4 separate regions of the Mus musculus genome follow, and all the other regions are linked to region 3. A link is a contact called in public promoter capture Hi-C data. All regions are on one chromosome and are shown on one strand. Each heading gives the region's core, a stretch centred on a gene start, on an enhancer-like site or on the middle of the called end of the contact. The rest is flanking DNA. Distances are from core to core; before and after follow the strand shown. Region 1 holds the start of Flad1 (flavin adenine dinucleotide synthetase 1). Region 2 holds the start of Krtcap2 (keratinocyte associated protein 2). Region 3 holds the start of Prcc (papillary renal cell carcinoma (translocation-associated)). Region 4 holds the start of Clk2 (CDC-like kinase 2).

Region 1 (3,421 bases), core at 705-3,204, 1.5 Mb before region 3:
TTTTTTTTTTTTTTTTTTTTGGTTTTTCGAGACAGGGTTTCTGTGTGTAGCCCTGGCTGTCCTGGAACTCACTCTGTAGACCAGGCTGGCCTGGAACTCAGAAATCCACCTGCCTCTGCCTCCCAAGTGCTGGGATTAAAGGCATGCACTACCACTGCCCCACTATTGTTTGCTCATTTTGTGACAGGGTCTTACTGTATGGCTTACTGTATGCCTCCGCCTCCCAAGTGCTAAGATTAAAGGTATGTACCACCACTCCCAGTTTAGAGTTTCAAAAAAGTATATAATACTTTGTGGTCACACTCATTCCCCTATTCATCCACACCCCCCACCTTTTAAACTAAGGAAACCCCACAGGACTTACTACTTAAGGCTGGTCTAACATTCACTATGGCATTTCAAGATCGTGTGGGCACCCTTTCTGAACCTGTCTCCAATAACATATAATTCTTTTTCAGTCCTGATCCTCACAATGCTAGACCAGTGTTCTAACACAAAGCCATATTCCCAACACGTTTGCCACATGTCATGAGAGCATATTTATTTGAAAAGATATTGTGGTTTTAGCATGCCTCCAAGTCACAACAGAAAATCCCAGGAGAAATGTAGATGTCAGACCCCGTCCAAACCTACTGGGTCACAATTTACATATCGTAATATCTAGGGATAGCGAGATGGTTCAGCAGGTAAGAGTAAGACTCCGCCACCCAAATTGGGATAGATCCTAGGCCCCACATAAAGGTGAAAGAAAAGGGACTCCAGAAAGTTGTCCTCTGGCTTCCATTTGCATGCTGGGACACTGCTGTCCTTCCTAGTCATACAATAATAGTAAAAGCTTTTTTAAAAAAAAGAAAAAAAAAACCCAGATGATTAAGCTATTTTTCCCCAGCAAAGCAAAGGGTGGAGGGGCACTGAAGTAGGAATGAAATGTTGTGAGTACCCAAAGTGAGTCCAAGGTACTCCTGCGTACCCCTCTCTCCAGGGACCCATCATTGGGAAGTGATGTTCTGGAGGCAGGTGGGGCAGGAAAGGGTTTTTACATTTTAAAGTCAGAGAAGCTTAAGTAGTTTTTCCCTTTATATTAGAAACAAACGAAGGTTCCACACCCTGCAGCTCACACCTCATTGTTAATGCTAATAACATCTTCACCTTCCCCACGCCTTTAATCCCAGCATTTGGGAGGCAGAGGCAGGCGGATTTCTGAGTTCGAGGCCAGCCTGGTCTACAGAGTGAGTACCAGGACAGCCAGGGCTATACAGAGAAACCCTGTCTCAGAAAAAAAAAAAAAAAAAGAAAAACCATCTTCACCTTCTCAAATTTAAGAGGCAAAGCCAAGCGGTGGTGGCCCACGCCTTTAATCCCAGAACCTGGGAGGCAGAAGCAGGAGGAGTTAATAAACCTGGTCTACAGAGCGAATTCCAGCTACACAGAGAAACCCTATCTCGAAAGAGGAGAGAGGGGTAGAGACAGAAAGAGAAATGTGATGCAATGAAGTGTAGTAACACATGATTTGAATCCCACCACTCCCCAGGCAGTTCGAGACCAGGCTGATCGGTTTAAACAAGTTACTTCCCGGGCTATATACTGGGGCTCTGTCTGAACTGTTTTTTAATATTTGAATGAAACAGAATCAGACCTTCATTTTCTTCTAGTACTACAAAGCAGCACCCGACAGTCCCACCCGACAGTCCTTAAAACACCTCCCAATATTTTCCCTTCGAGTACCAGAACACTTTAAGTCCCGCCCTCCATGGGCTAAGGCCAGGCCCCTATTTTTACTTCCGGACAGTGATGACTACATGGTGTTGCCAATAACAACTTAGCATTTCCTCTAGCTCCGCGATGAGGCGCGTGAGCGATTGCCGGTTAGACCAATAGAACCACTGGTAGGAGTGAGCGACAGCCAAAATAACCAATCAACATGAAGCATTGTAAGGCGGGACTTTGAGTACGGAAGCTGTCCTAGGACATGCGGAAAGGAAAGAGCGAATGACCCTGTGCAGGGGGCAAAATAGAGGTGGGATGATACGAGATCAGTGATCTGAAGCCTGGTGAGAAAAAGAGATCTCGGGATAGAAAGGGTGCAGAAGTAGGTTGAGCCCTGGTCATTGGCGGAGGGAGGAAAGAAATGCATTTAAAGGGACCCTAAGGCCCAGAATAAGGTAGACATTTAAAGGGACAGGTGATCCGAAGAGAAGAGACATTTAAAGGTGCAGATATACCCAAGATAGGGCAAATTTTAAACCTGCTCGGCAGACGGAGATATCTAAAGTGGTAGGTCTTGGGAAAACATGGCACTTTAAAGGAATAGGAATCGAGACGTTTTTAGGAACCTGGGGCTTAAGAGTATGTTAAAGAGGCCGGAGTAAGGGTGACTAAAGAAGATTGAGCCTTCCTTCCTCTAGGAAGAAGGTACACTCCTGACGTCTTCATTGTCCTTTCTGGCTCTTCCAGGTTCCCTCAACCCCGGAACTCAGGGTATGGCCTCCTGCATCCTGTAGACCTGGCGGCCTCTCAGTACATACGGCCCCAATTTGGGGTTCTGAGTGGCTACTGGAAAGCCTTGCAAAAGAGCACAGAGGGCAGGACCATGGCATCTAGGGCCTCTGAACTGCCCCCAGGATCAGGGCGCAGCGTGACAGCAGGCATCATCATTGTTGGAGATGAGATCCTTAAGGTGTGTCTGGAACGGAAGAGGGGAAGAGTGTGGCATTCTATTGTCGTGGACTCTTTACGGTGAAAGGAGGGAAACCGGAGTAGGAATCCCCTTTCTTGCCAAAGTCCGGCCCTGGAGTGAGTCCTAACACATTGGAGGAAAAGTGACCCTTCGGTTGAGTGTTTCTGTTGAAAGATGGGTAGTAACTTTCCTACAACTTGCTACGAAGTATGACTGGGGGCAGAGTAGCCACATAACAAGTGACAGGTGGCACAGCAAGTAGAGGAAGCTCAGCAGGCTGGATAGGCGAGCTAGAAGGAAGGTAAGAGAAGAAAGGACTCTATTCTGGACGGCCAGGGTGCTGTTAGAGGATGTGGCAAGCATGGGTTGGCAACAGTAATAGTTACCCTGATCTTTTTTAGTGTCTACCAGAGGCTGGTCTGCACTTAACTATATCACATGTGGCCTTACAAACTTCAAAAATTCCATGAAATTGGGGTTTTTATTACAGATCTCTATAAATTATGAAACAGCCTCAAGGAGGTTAGGAAACTTACCCCAGATCACAAGCCTACAAAGTCCTAGGAACAAAGTGATACATGCCTTAACCTCCAGCACTTGGGAGACAGAGGCAAGTGGATCTTTGTGAGTTCGAGGCCAGCCTGATCTACATAGCCAGTTCCAGAACAGCCAGGGCTACACAGAGAAACCCTGTCTCAAAATAAATTAAAAAAGGAAAATAGTGGAAGAGATAGGATTCTAGCC
Region 2 (3,139 bases), core at 199-2,698, 1.4 Mb before region 3:
TTATCACACACAAAAACTGATCTATCAGGGCTGGAGATGTGCCTCCATTGGGAGAGAGATTGCCTAGCATGTTCAAGGACCTGGGCTTAATCGCCAGCACCTCATAAACTACATGAGGTAGTGCTAATCTCAGGACCTGGGAAGTGGAGGCAGGAAGATCAGCAAGTCAAGGGTTTAGTCATTCACAGCCACACAGGAAGTTCAAGGCCAGTGTGGGCTACAGAAGGGAGGAGAAGAAAGGAAGAGAGAAACAAGCGGATGCAGAGAAAGAGAGTGAGCTCTAGCGGTTATTCTCTATTCTCCTTCTGTCAGGGGTCCTGCTATTGGTAACATCCCAGTGAACACAGACTTCACAATCTCCTCCAGCAGCAGTCAATAGTGCGGGCTCAGTTCCACATCAGAATCCCTCAGTGGGCTTGGTTTTGCTTTCTTCTCTCACAGGGACAAAGAACACCTTCTCCTGGATGCCTATCAGACATCAGCCCAGGCTTGACTGTTCACTTGAAACCTGTCCTGAGAGCAGACCAGGTTGGCCTTTTTCTTTCTTTTCCTCTCCCTCCCCTCCCCTCCCCTCCCCCCTTTTTGTGCTTCTCTTCCAGCTCCAATAAAATGCTTAATCTGAAAGCATCTTCTGTCTTCAAGATTGTGTTAAGCAAATGTATTTCTCCTTTATCATCTAAGCACAGGGAAATTCGGCATCATGTTTGGGAGAGGTTTAAAAAAAAAAGAGTCCAGTTAACTATTGAGTTTCACTTACTCTCAGGGAAGATTTTTGCTTGGAAGCCTTTACCAAAGACCAGATTCTCCAGATTATTGAAGGCCTGGGTGATGTAATTAAGGAGAAACTCACGCAACAAGATAGGAAGTAGAGGGACTGCAAAGCCCTTGCCACCCACTCCCGCCCATGTTCTGTTCATACACCCCCGCCTCCCCTTCCAGCGCGAGGAAGATACAGTCAGGGAGAAGACGAAAAGGCCGGAGCCCAGCAGGCCCCCCTGAATGGTGAGCCACTCGGTGGAGGCCAGCTGGCGGCTGTAGATCTGCATGCCAGCGAAGAGCAGCAGGGACAGGAGGGAGGACAGCGCCAAGGAGGTCCCGGTACCGACTACTATAAATGAGAAAAAGAGTCAGGCTAAGATTCAGGCAGATTCACTCCGGAGCTTGGCTCACCAACCACTTCCAAGTGACCCAGCCCCCACCCCACAGCGACCTCCAGGAACCACCCGGCCCTGCACACCCAAGTTCCCGCCTGTCCGGAGGAAATGCTAGTTCCCAGGACACGTCAGCTTTACCGAGGCTACGGAGAAAAGAGGACCACCCCAACGCCCACTCCCGCTAGAGCAGCCCGGGCATCCCGCCGGTGCGGTTACCCATCACGCCCCGTCCGTGGTCCAATCCGTGTCCCTGGAGAAAGAGGGGAGCCAAAGCCGGCGCGGTTGTCTGTACGCAGGCGTCGGGGCCAACGTGGACTTGCTTTACTTCTTCCTCTACGCGCCTTGGGTGCAGCGCCCTCTTGTGGCAAGGAGGAAATAATGCTTCTAAGAGCATTCTAGGCCACCGCCCTGCTTGGTCTCCAGCCTTCTGTAGCCAAGGCATCTGCTGTCTCTCTGGACAAGCTGCACTCATCTTTCAGTCATGATCCCATGGCCTAGAGTCACCTGTGCCTTCATTGCTATTCATGTCATCTCCCGTACAACTTCCTCAGACCTCCCTGACCCACTATAATTGCCTCAACAACTCCCGAAGATATGTGCCACCCAAGATGTAGCACCGTCCACCTGGAGTTGTTCTTCTGAAACGAGCTTCGTGCTTTATGTGAGTAGTATGACCAGGAATCGATGCAAGCTTCTAATAGGAGGAATGGTTCCTACCTCAAATACCCTCCATGTTACCCACCCCCTAGACCGCCTTTGGAGAACCACGTGGGAAGAACTATTTCCCACCCCCTACCTCGACGGACGCAGTTCGAAGCTAGTCCCTGGAGCATGCGCAGTGACATCTCACCCTCCCCACCCCTCCCTTCACCCCACCCGGCTCCTGCATTAAGCCCCGGGTTCGCAGCAGCAGCCAGGATCGGGCACCCGGGGGCGGGCGGGCACAGTAGGGCCATGGCTGAGGGTGAGGATATGCAGACCTTCACTTCCATCATGGATGCACTAGTCCGCATCAGTGTGAGTTAAGGTGGGGTCAAGGGGAAGGGAGGGGATGTAAAGGGTCGGGGCAAGCCAGACCCTTGAACAGGTGGGGGTCCAGGAAGAATATGGATTATAGAGAAGGGATTAGTTAAGACAGAAATGACTGGGAGGGCGGAGACGCAAGTGTGGAGGGATCCTGGGGACAGCCGAGTGGTGAGACTCCCGTTTGCTGGGGTGTAGGCAGCGAGAAGCTGCCCGGACCCAGCGGGTAGGCTTGGGGTAGCTGCCAGGCGTGCACCAGGGCTATGAGAAGGGGCATGTGTGAGCTTGGATGTTTTCCAAGAAACTGAGGACAGGTGTGGCGGGGGGTGGGGTGGGGTGATGAAAAAACCGCTCCTGGGTGCAGTTCCCAATTTGGACCCCTCCCGACCACCCCCCCTACCGCCCCCAACCCCCCCCCCCGCTAGCTGCCGTGCAGCCTCCCGTTGCCATGGTAACCCGTGCCCGTCTCTCCCAGAGGCGGTGCCAACCCTGCTCCCCCCCACCACTTCCTTCCCCCTCCCTCCCTCTCCCTCCCTCCTTTGTGTCAGCTGCGCCCCTGACCGGGATGGCTGCGAAGAGAGGGACCAAGGTGAGGTGTGGGGGTGGGGAATAGCCAGAAGACCCCTCACCAAAAGGGGGAGGGATACTTCCGGTGGGGAGGGGGCAGGTAGGCGGGGCGCTCCTTCCTCCCCCACCCTAGATTGAGCAAAGGGTTGAAACAGGCCGAATTTCTCCACCAGACTGGGTCTGATAGCTCTAGTATAGAAGGCAAAGAGAGATGGGTTGATTTGGGGAGACTGGAAGAAATAGAATTGAAGAATGGAGGATGGGTGCTGGGGCGCCGGCCAGTGCCCAGCCGGTTCAGAGAGCTAGCGCACCCTGGCCGCGGGGAGCAGTCATGCGTCTAAGGGTTGCTAGAGAAAGGGGCGGGGGACAACACCCAGCTGTAGAATGGGTGGTGC
Region 3 (3,132 bases), core at 524-3,023:
TCTCTGTGTAGCCCTGGCTGTCCTGGAGCTCACTCTGTAGACCAGGCTGGCTTTGAACTCAGAAATCTGCCTGCCTCTGCCTCCTAAGTGCCCAAGTGCTGGGATTAAAGGCGTGCGCCACCACTGTTGGGCTATAAATAAATCTTAATTTTTTTTGGGGGGGGGACAGGTATCAGTGGGGTGTCAAATTCTGAATCATGTACATACGTGCATGCTAGCTAAGCACTGTAATGTTGAGCTGCCTAAACTCAGTATAGTTTAAACACAGGTGTATACAAGTTATTCTGGGAGATTTAAGCAGATGTCTAGAGAAGGTGGTATAAGTTTGTGTATGAAGCCAAATGTTCAGACACATGGCGAGGAGGCTGGTGAGGAAGAGCCACATCCTTTCACAGTCTTTACAATCCTCATCCTTCGCTCAAAGCACCCTTTCCACGTTCTTTAGCCTCCTCCCTGCCAAACTCTAGCAGCTCTTTCGTTGTTGGCTGACCTCAAAGGTTTTCTGCTCTTAGGAGCAGGGAGGTACCCACAGAGAGATGGGTTCATGTATAAAGGACATGGCAAGTAGAGGGCCCTCAGTTAGAGGGTGACAGAAGTGATCCAGAATCACAGGGAGCCAGGGAAGAGCAGTTGCACAGCACGTCATCATAGACGGGCAGTATGTGAAAAAGCCTGCAGTAAAAGTGGGTGGATATGAGGGCCATACGCAAAGGCCGAGAAGACAGCACATCCAGCCAAGAAATGAATGCCAAAGACACATGCACTGTAGGGTGGGCACAGGTGATCAACCCCTAAGAACTTGGAAGTGTACCGGGCCATAGTCTGTCCTTTTACTGAGGTAAAGTGATTAATCTCCAATTCTCCAATACCTTGCCCTAGTTTCCCGTGCTTCTCACTAGTTGCTGAGGAAGGAGCCCAAGTCCCCACACTCATGGGGATAGCGTTCATGGGAGGTGTGTACTGTTACTAGATGTATACTGGTGTATTCATTGGTTAAGAGCACTGACTCTTTTTTTTTTTTTTTTTTTTTTTTTTTTTTTTTTTTTTCTGTGAGACAGAGACAGGATTTTCTGTGTCACCTTGGCTGTCCTGGACCTCACTTCATAGTCTAGGCTGGCCTCGAACTCACAGATCTCCGCCCGCGTCTGACTTCCTAGTGCTGGGATTCAAGGTGCATGACACCACCCTTGCCATGCTCTCAGATGCCTGCGGCCTCGTTTTCTTTCTGGCTTCGCAATCTTAATTTTATAACGTACCCTAGAGCTTTGTCTTTTCTTGGGGTGCTTTGTTCTAACACCCAGGTCGACTCGGAAGCATCACTGTTTTATTTACAGGTAACTTTCCCTTTAAGCTATTTACTTTCCCAGACTTCATCACTTTCCCGACAACACTTGCAGTTTCTAAGGGTACCACAGCTCCCATAATCCTTAGCTGCTCTGAGGAACTTCAAGTACCGAAATGCTCTAAATGCTTACGTGCTACCGCGCTGATCCATGGGGCTTGTAGTAACATAGGACTTGAAAGGACACACAACAACAAACAAACAAACAAACTACGAATCCCAGGAATCACTGCATCAGAGGAAGCTTTCGCTCAGTCTTTCTGCGCACCCTTTACGCCACCTTTAGACTGCAATTCCCGCCATGCTTTGCACTGAGTTCCCGGAGGTAGAGAATGGGGTTGTTGCTAAAGTCTTCTCTGGGAATTGTAGTTCTTAAGTCTGTGAGGTGAGTAGTAGGCGGAGTGACTCGGCGGCCATTAGGTGTGTGTAGTTGCTTGGTGCTAGGAGCTTAAGTGTAGCGGGAATTCTTACTCGGTGGAAATCAACCCTAGCCATGGGTTCCTGCCGGGGATAGTTCTAGAGCACGGAGCAGGAGGCGCTTTTCGGTTCCCCGCCTTGCCCGCTGGTAGGGCCTACTAGGCCGCCGGGACATCCCGGGTCTCAAGTAGGCCTAGTCTGCCAGCAAGGGCGTCCCAAAGGCGGGAGGCGCCATGTCTCTGGTTGCTTATGCCAGCAGCGACGATAGTGAGCCGGATGAGCCGGAGCCGGAGCCGGAGCCGGAGGAAGAGGATGTGGCGGCTCCTATGCCAGGGCCCACTTTAGGAGGCCTGTTCGCTTCTCTTCCTGCACCCAAAGGCCCGGCCTTGCTGCCCCCGCCCCCCCAGATGCTGGCCCCAGCCTTCCCCCCGCCGCTCCTGCTGCCCCCGCCCACCGGAGACCCCAGACTGCAGCCGCCTCCGCCGCTGCCCTTTGGCCTGGGCGGCTTCCCGCCACCTGCAGGAGTGAGCCCTGCTGAAGCTGCGGGAGTTGGAGAGGGGCTGGGGCTGCCATCGCCTCAAGGCCCTGGGCTCAGTCTGCCCCCAGCTGTGGGCGGTGTCGGACCCCCCTTGGGCCTTCCCAAGCCAAAGAAGAGAACCGAACCGGTTAGGATAGCGGCGCCGGAGCTGCAGAAGGGCGATGTGAGTATGGAGGGGGGGGGCACCTCAAGTCCCATTGGGCTGGAGTTTAGGGGTAGGAGGGACTTGTAACCATAATGGAGCTCGACAAACGCATCCGTTGACTCCGAGCCGCTGGAATCCTCTTAGAAGGCGGTTAAATTCACCTGAACTTGCCTGCTTTGGGGAGTTAGGGTATTGGCCATGAGGCATTCTGGAACCTGGGACTTCCTTGCAGAAAGGGATGCGTGGTATCCTTGGTACTGACAGGCTTAAGGCGCATGCATGGAGACAATTCTTTCCCTTTCAGCATCTTTATCTCAGTTGGCTTCTCTTCCCATATTGAGGGCAGGTTAAAAGTGGCGCCTGAAGTGACAGCTGGTGGGACTAAAGTGCTCCTGTTGAACATCCAGGACCAGCCTTATCCTTTGCCCCATCTCTAAAATAAGAAGGCTGGAAGGAGGTAAAGGACATGAGTGGAGTTAGAGAAGAGATGGAATGTTTACTTATTTTGACATGGTTCTAGTATTGTAACCCAGGCTTTTCTTGAATCACTGTGTAGCTCAGCTTGGGCTTCAACTTGTGATCCTCTTGTCTCAGAGTCCAAGTGCTGGATTAAAAAGTGTATTACACTATCCCTGGTATAAGAAATTGAGTATTGCCTCTCCCTCACCCCCACACACAATGGGAGTTGGA
Region 4 (3,420 bases), core at 642-3,141, 1.3 Mb before region 3:
AGTGCTTCACAAGCAAACAAAATAAAGCTTTAGTTTACATGGTTGTTTTAGTTATTAACAGCTCATCTTCTCTCCCCCACTAGACTAGGAGTGTCACAGGGCAGTCATTCAGCCTCCCAGGATTTTACAGATAACTGGCAGCAAACACCAACAAGTTCCAGAGATCAGGATGTGGTCCCACAAATGTCTCTCACATGCCTGGCCAAATTTTTCACACAGTTGTAAAACAGCACAAGGGAAGTGTGTCCATCTGTATGTCCCCAGCACCACTGGATTTATTAAGCAGGAAATAACTGCACTTTTCCTTTTCTTTTGGGTTTGAGGCAGGGTTTCTCTATGTCGCCCTGGCTGTTTGGAAATTGATTTTGTAGACCAGGCTGGCCTGGAACTCACAGAGATCCACCTGCCTATGCCTTCCAAACACTGAGATTCAAAGGGTGTTCCGCTGCCCCAGTCCTTTTCTTTCTCTCTTTCCTTTATTGAGACAAGGTTCTATTATGTAACCCTGGCTGGGCTAAACTTACTAAGCATATCTGGCAGAATTTGAACTCAGAGATCTTGTTAGTGTCTGCCTCCTGAGTGCTGGTATGAACGACTTGCAAAACCACACTTGACATATCCTAAGCTGGTGTCGATTTTGATATGTAGCCTAGGATGGCCACGAATATTTTCTGATATTAGTTCAGTTCCAAGTGCAAAAATTACAGATGGCTGGGGCTTACAAAGGCTGGAGATCAACCCAGGGCTTCATGCAAGCTAAGTGACCCCCACCATATCAACTGAACTATATCCCTAGCCTACTAAGTACTTCTTAATTAGTATCAGTAATACTTGGCCGGCAGCTGGGCCTCCATTAAATGAAACTGGACTAGTTAGGGTTCATGAGTCCTGTTTTGGTCAAAGGGGAAAATCAGAGCAAAATCACTGTCATATCCAGCAATACGATGAGCCTCGGGGGCAGTCTTGGCCCAGGACATGAGGTCTGTAGGTTTGACTCCAACATCTGGTCACCATTCTCGGCCGCTTCCTCACAACCTTCTTAAGGAAAGTGAGCCTATGGTACACTGGCCTAAAGTGGCTGACAGGAAACCAAGAAGATGCAAGCACGAGGCTTTCCCAGGTAACCCTATCTTGATTAACTTAACATAAATGCAATCTCACTTTGGACACCAACCAACAAAGCCACTGCGTTCTTTCCTAGAAAAGCATATCTAGCCTAACTTTCTTAACTTCTAAACCCTGTTTCTTCCTTGCTTACTCAGAGAAGCTAGAATAATTTCCTAGCCTCAAACTCTTCCTCTACACTGCCATCTTAACACTTTTCGGATCGTATTAAACCCTTGGTCCAACTTTTGCACGACTGGGACCGCTCCGGTGTCTACCTCATCACTTCTAAGGCTTTTCCAAGTTTACTATAGGTCTTGCTGCTACACCGAAACACGTCGACCTCCCTCCCTCTCATCTCGCTACTCTGCTGCTTCGAGAGCCCGACACTCCTAATTTCTCCATATCCCGTTGCCGTCCGTCTGGCGGTAGCCATCTTTCCGCGGCCCCAAGGTCCGCCAGCCCGCGCGCTCACCGTTCTGGCGGCGAGGCCCGTGCGCTTGTCCCACAGGAAGTCCGTGATGGCGGCGGCACTGCGGCCGGAGTCCCGGCACCCCCGCGGCGACGAAGTGCGGTTCCACCCCCCAACCCGGGGCCCTGGGACCTCCCGCCCCGTTCCCGGGCTCTGCTCCAGTCCCGCCCGCCCGGGCTCCGTCCCCGCCCCCAGGATCCGCTCGGCGCCTCTCGCACCGCCCCCGCCCGGGGCCCGATCCCAGCTCGGTCTCCGGCTCTGGCCTCTCCGCTCCGCCGCCGCCGCCGCCGTGAGCGAGCACGCACGCACAGACGCACGCACGTCCTGCGTCACTTCCCAGCCTCTGATGGGCTCCGCCCCCCGACACCGGGCCCTTCGGGCCAGTGAGCCGCTTCCCCTGCGCCTTCCAGAGTTAGAGAAGCGGTGGGTGCGCCTCTTGGTTCGGGTCTCGAGGCGCTCGGAGCTTGTCACGTGTTTGTTGAGTCTCTAGGTCTTTTTATCCTTTCCCATGACACCTTCCTCTTGCTCTTCACCAGAAGACAATTTGTGGCTTATTTAATATTGGCTGTTTTAAAGGATTGTTAGTTATTTACATTGTATCGCTATTGAGCAAACGACTCCAGTGAGGTTTTGTGAAGTCTGGTTCTTCAAACAAAACTTGAAAATATATACCCTCCTGCTTCCGAACGCCAGCAAAGAAAGGTTCCCTCTTTGTTCTGCACAAAAGTATTTCATGTTTGGGGCAGGTGCACAGACATAGAGGAAGGAGAATCGGACGCCGTTGTGTTTTAACTAATCTGTATTAAGTATAAATTTACCGAATCATCTTCCTTTCTTTTTAGATTTACCTTAAATTATTTTTGTTTCTGTAGAAGGGTATGTGCATTTCAGTTCAGGTTTTCATGAGGCCTGAAGAAGGGGCCAGTCAGATCCTCTGGAGCTGAAGTTACAGGCAATTGAGGGCTTACCATTGTGGATGCTGGATCTGCCAGAAGATTGCACTCTTAACCACGGAACCATCTATCTCTCCAGCTTCAGTTTACTAAATAGTACAAAAGAAGAAGGAGAAGAAGAAGAAAACGAAAAGGAAGAAGCAGCAGCTAAACATGGTGGTTCATGCTCATAATCTCAGCTCTTAGACGACTGAGGCAGGATTATTTGGAGGAGCTCAAGGCCCGCATGGGCTGCAGTGTGAGACTGTTTCAAAATCAAACCAGCTCAGGATGTGGCTTAGTTGGTGGAGTACTTGCCTTTTGCCCAGAATGCCCTGGCAAGAGAGCCATACATACAACCTATACACGTAACCAATCCCAGGACATAGGAGGTGAAGGCAGGAGGATCCAGGTTATTTCTTCCTTCCTTCCTTTTTTTTTTTTTTTTTTTTTTTTTTTTTTTACTTCAGTTTTTTGAGACAGGGTTTCTCTGTGTAGCTCTGGTTGTCCTGGAACTCACTCTATAGACCAGGCTGGCCTTGAACTCAGAAATCCACCTGCCTCTGCCTCCCAAGTGCTGGGATTAAAGGCGTGCGCCACCACTGCTGGGAAATCAAGGTTATTTTTGCTATATAATGAATTTAAAGCCAGCCTGAGTACACTGATAACCTGTCTCAAAAACAAAGGTTTGGTTTTGTTTTATCTTTTGTTTTGTTTTTTGTTCTTGTTGTTGTTGTTGAGGGGCTGGAGAGATAAGTTAGCAGTTATGAGCACTGGTTGCTCCTCCAAAGGACCTGTATTAGTTCCCAACCAACCCCCACATGGTGACTCATGTGCCCTGTGACTCCAGTTTCAGGCCATTCAACATTCTTCTAGTATCCTCAGGCATTTCATGCATGTAGTGTACAGACA

Evidence for each region. Promoter capture Hi-C pulls out the DNA fragments that hold promoters and counts their contacts.
Region 1: a promoter capture Hi-C map of erythroid cells shows a contact between it and region 3, with 36 times the contacts expected there. The contact joins the promoter of Flad1 here to the promoter of Prcc in region 3. A contact is called at or near these places in 4 of 39 promoter capture datasets (the C10 cell line, erythroid cells, liver and 1 more) and 1 of 484 Hi-C or Micro-C datasets (CD8 T cells).
Region 2: a promoter capture Hi-C map of pre-B cells shows a contact between it and region 3, with 2.5 times the contacts expected there. The contact joins the promoter of Krtcap2 here to the promoter of Prcc in region 3. A contact is called at or near these places in 2 of 39 promoter capture datasets (liver and pre-B cells) and 1 of 115 datasets of contacts at active chromatin or transcription factors (pancreatic cancer cells).
Region 4: a promoter capture Hi-C map of pre-B cells shows a contact between it and region 3, with 2.9 times the contacts expected there. The contact joins the promoter of Clk2 here to the promoter of Prcc in region 3. A contact is called at or near these places in 2 of 39 promoter capture datasets (liver and pre-B cells).

Annotation. Positions count from the first base shown.
Region 1 is chr3:89,410,414-89,413,834 of GRCm38.p6, reverse strand. It overlaps Flad1 (flavin adenine dinucleotide synthetase 1), which reads left to right and starts at 1,954. Exons shown (of 8, transcript NM_177041.4): 1 at 1,954-2,051; 2 at 2,455-2,677. The coding sequence starts at 2,591.
Region 2 is chr3:89,244,747-89,247,885 of GRCm38.p6, reverse strand. It overlaps Krtcap2 (keratinocyte associated protein 2), which reads right to left and starts at 1,448. Exons shown (of 5, transcript NM_025327.3): 1 at 1,371-1,448; 2 at 954-1,108; 3 at 758-821. The coding sequence starts at 1,374. Trim46 (tripartite motif-containing 46) reads left to right here and starts at 1,989. Exons shown (of 10, transcript NM_183037.2): 1 at 1,989-2,171. The coding sequence starts at 2,109.
Region 3 is chr3:87,884,203-87,887,334 of GRCm38.p6, reverse strand. Prcc (papillary renal cell carcinoma (translocation-associated)) reads left to right here and starts at 1,773. Exons shown (of 7, transcript NM_033573.2): 1 at 1,773-2,460. The coding sequence starts at 1,993.
Region 4 is chr3:89,163,266-89,166,685 of GRCm38.p6, reverse strand. It overlaps Clk2 (CDC-like kinase 2), which reads right to left and starts at 1,891. Exons shown (of 13, transcript NM_007712.4): 1 at 1,580-1,891. Gm45927 (predicted gene, 45927) reads right to left here and starts at 1,891. Exons shown (of 19, transcript NM_001310017.1): 1 at 1,580-1,891.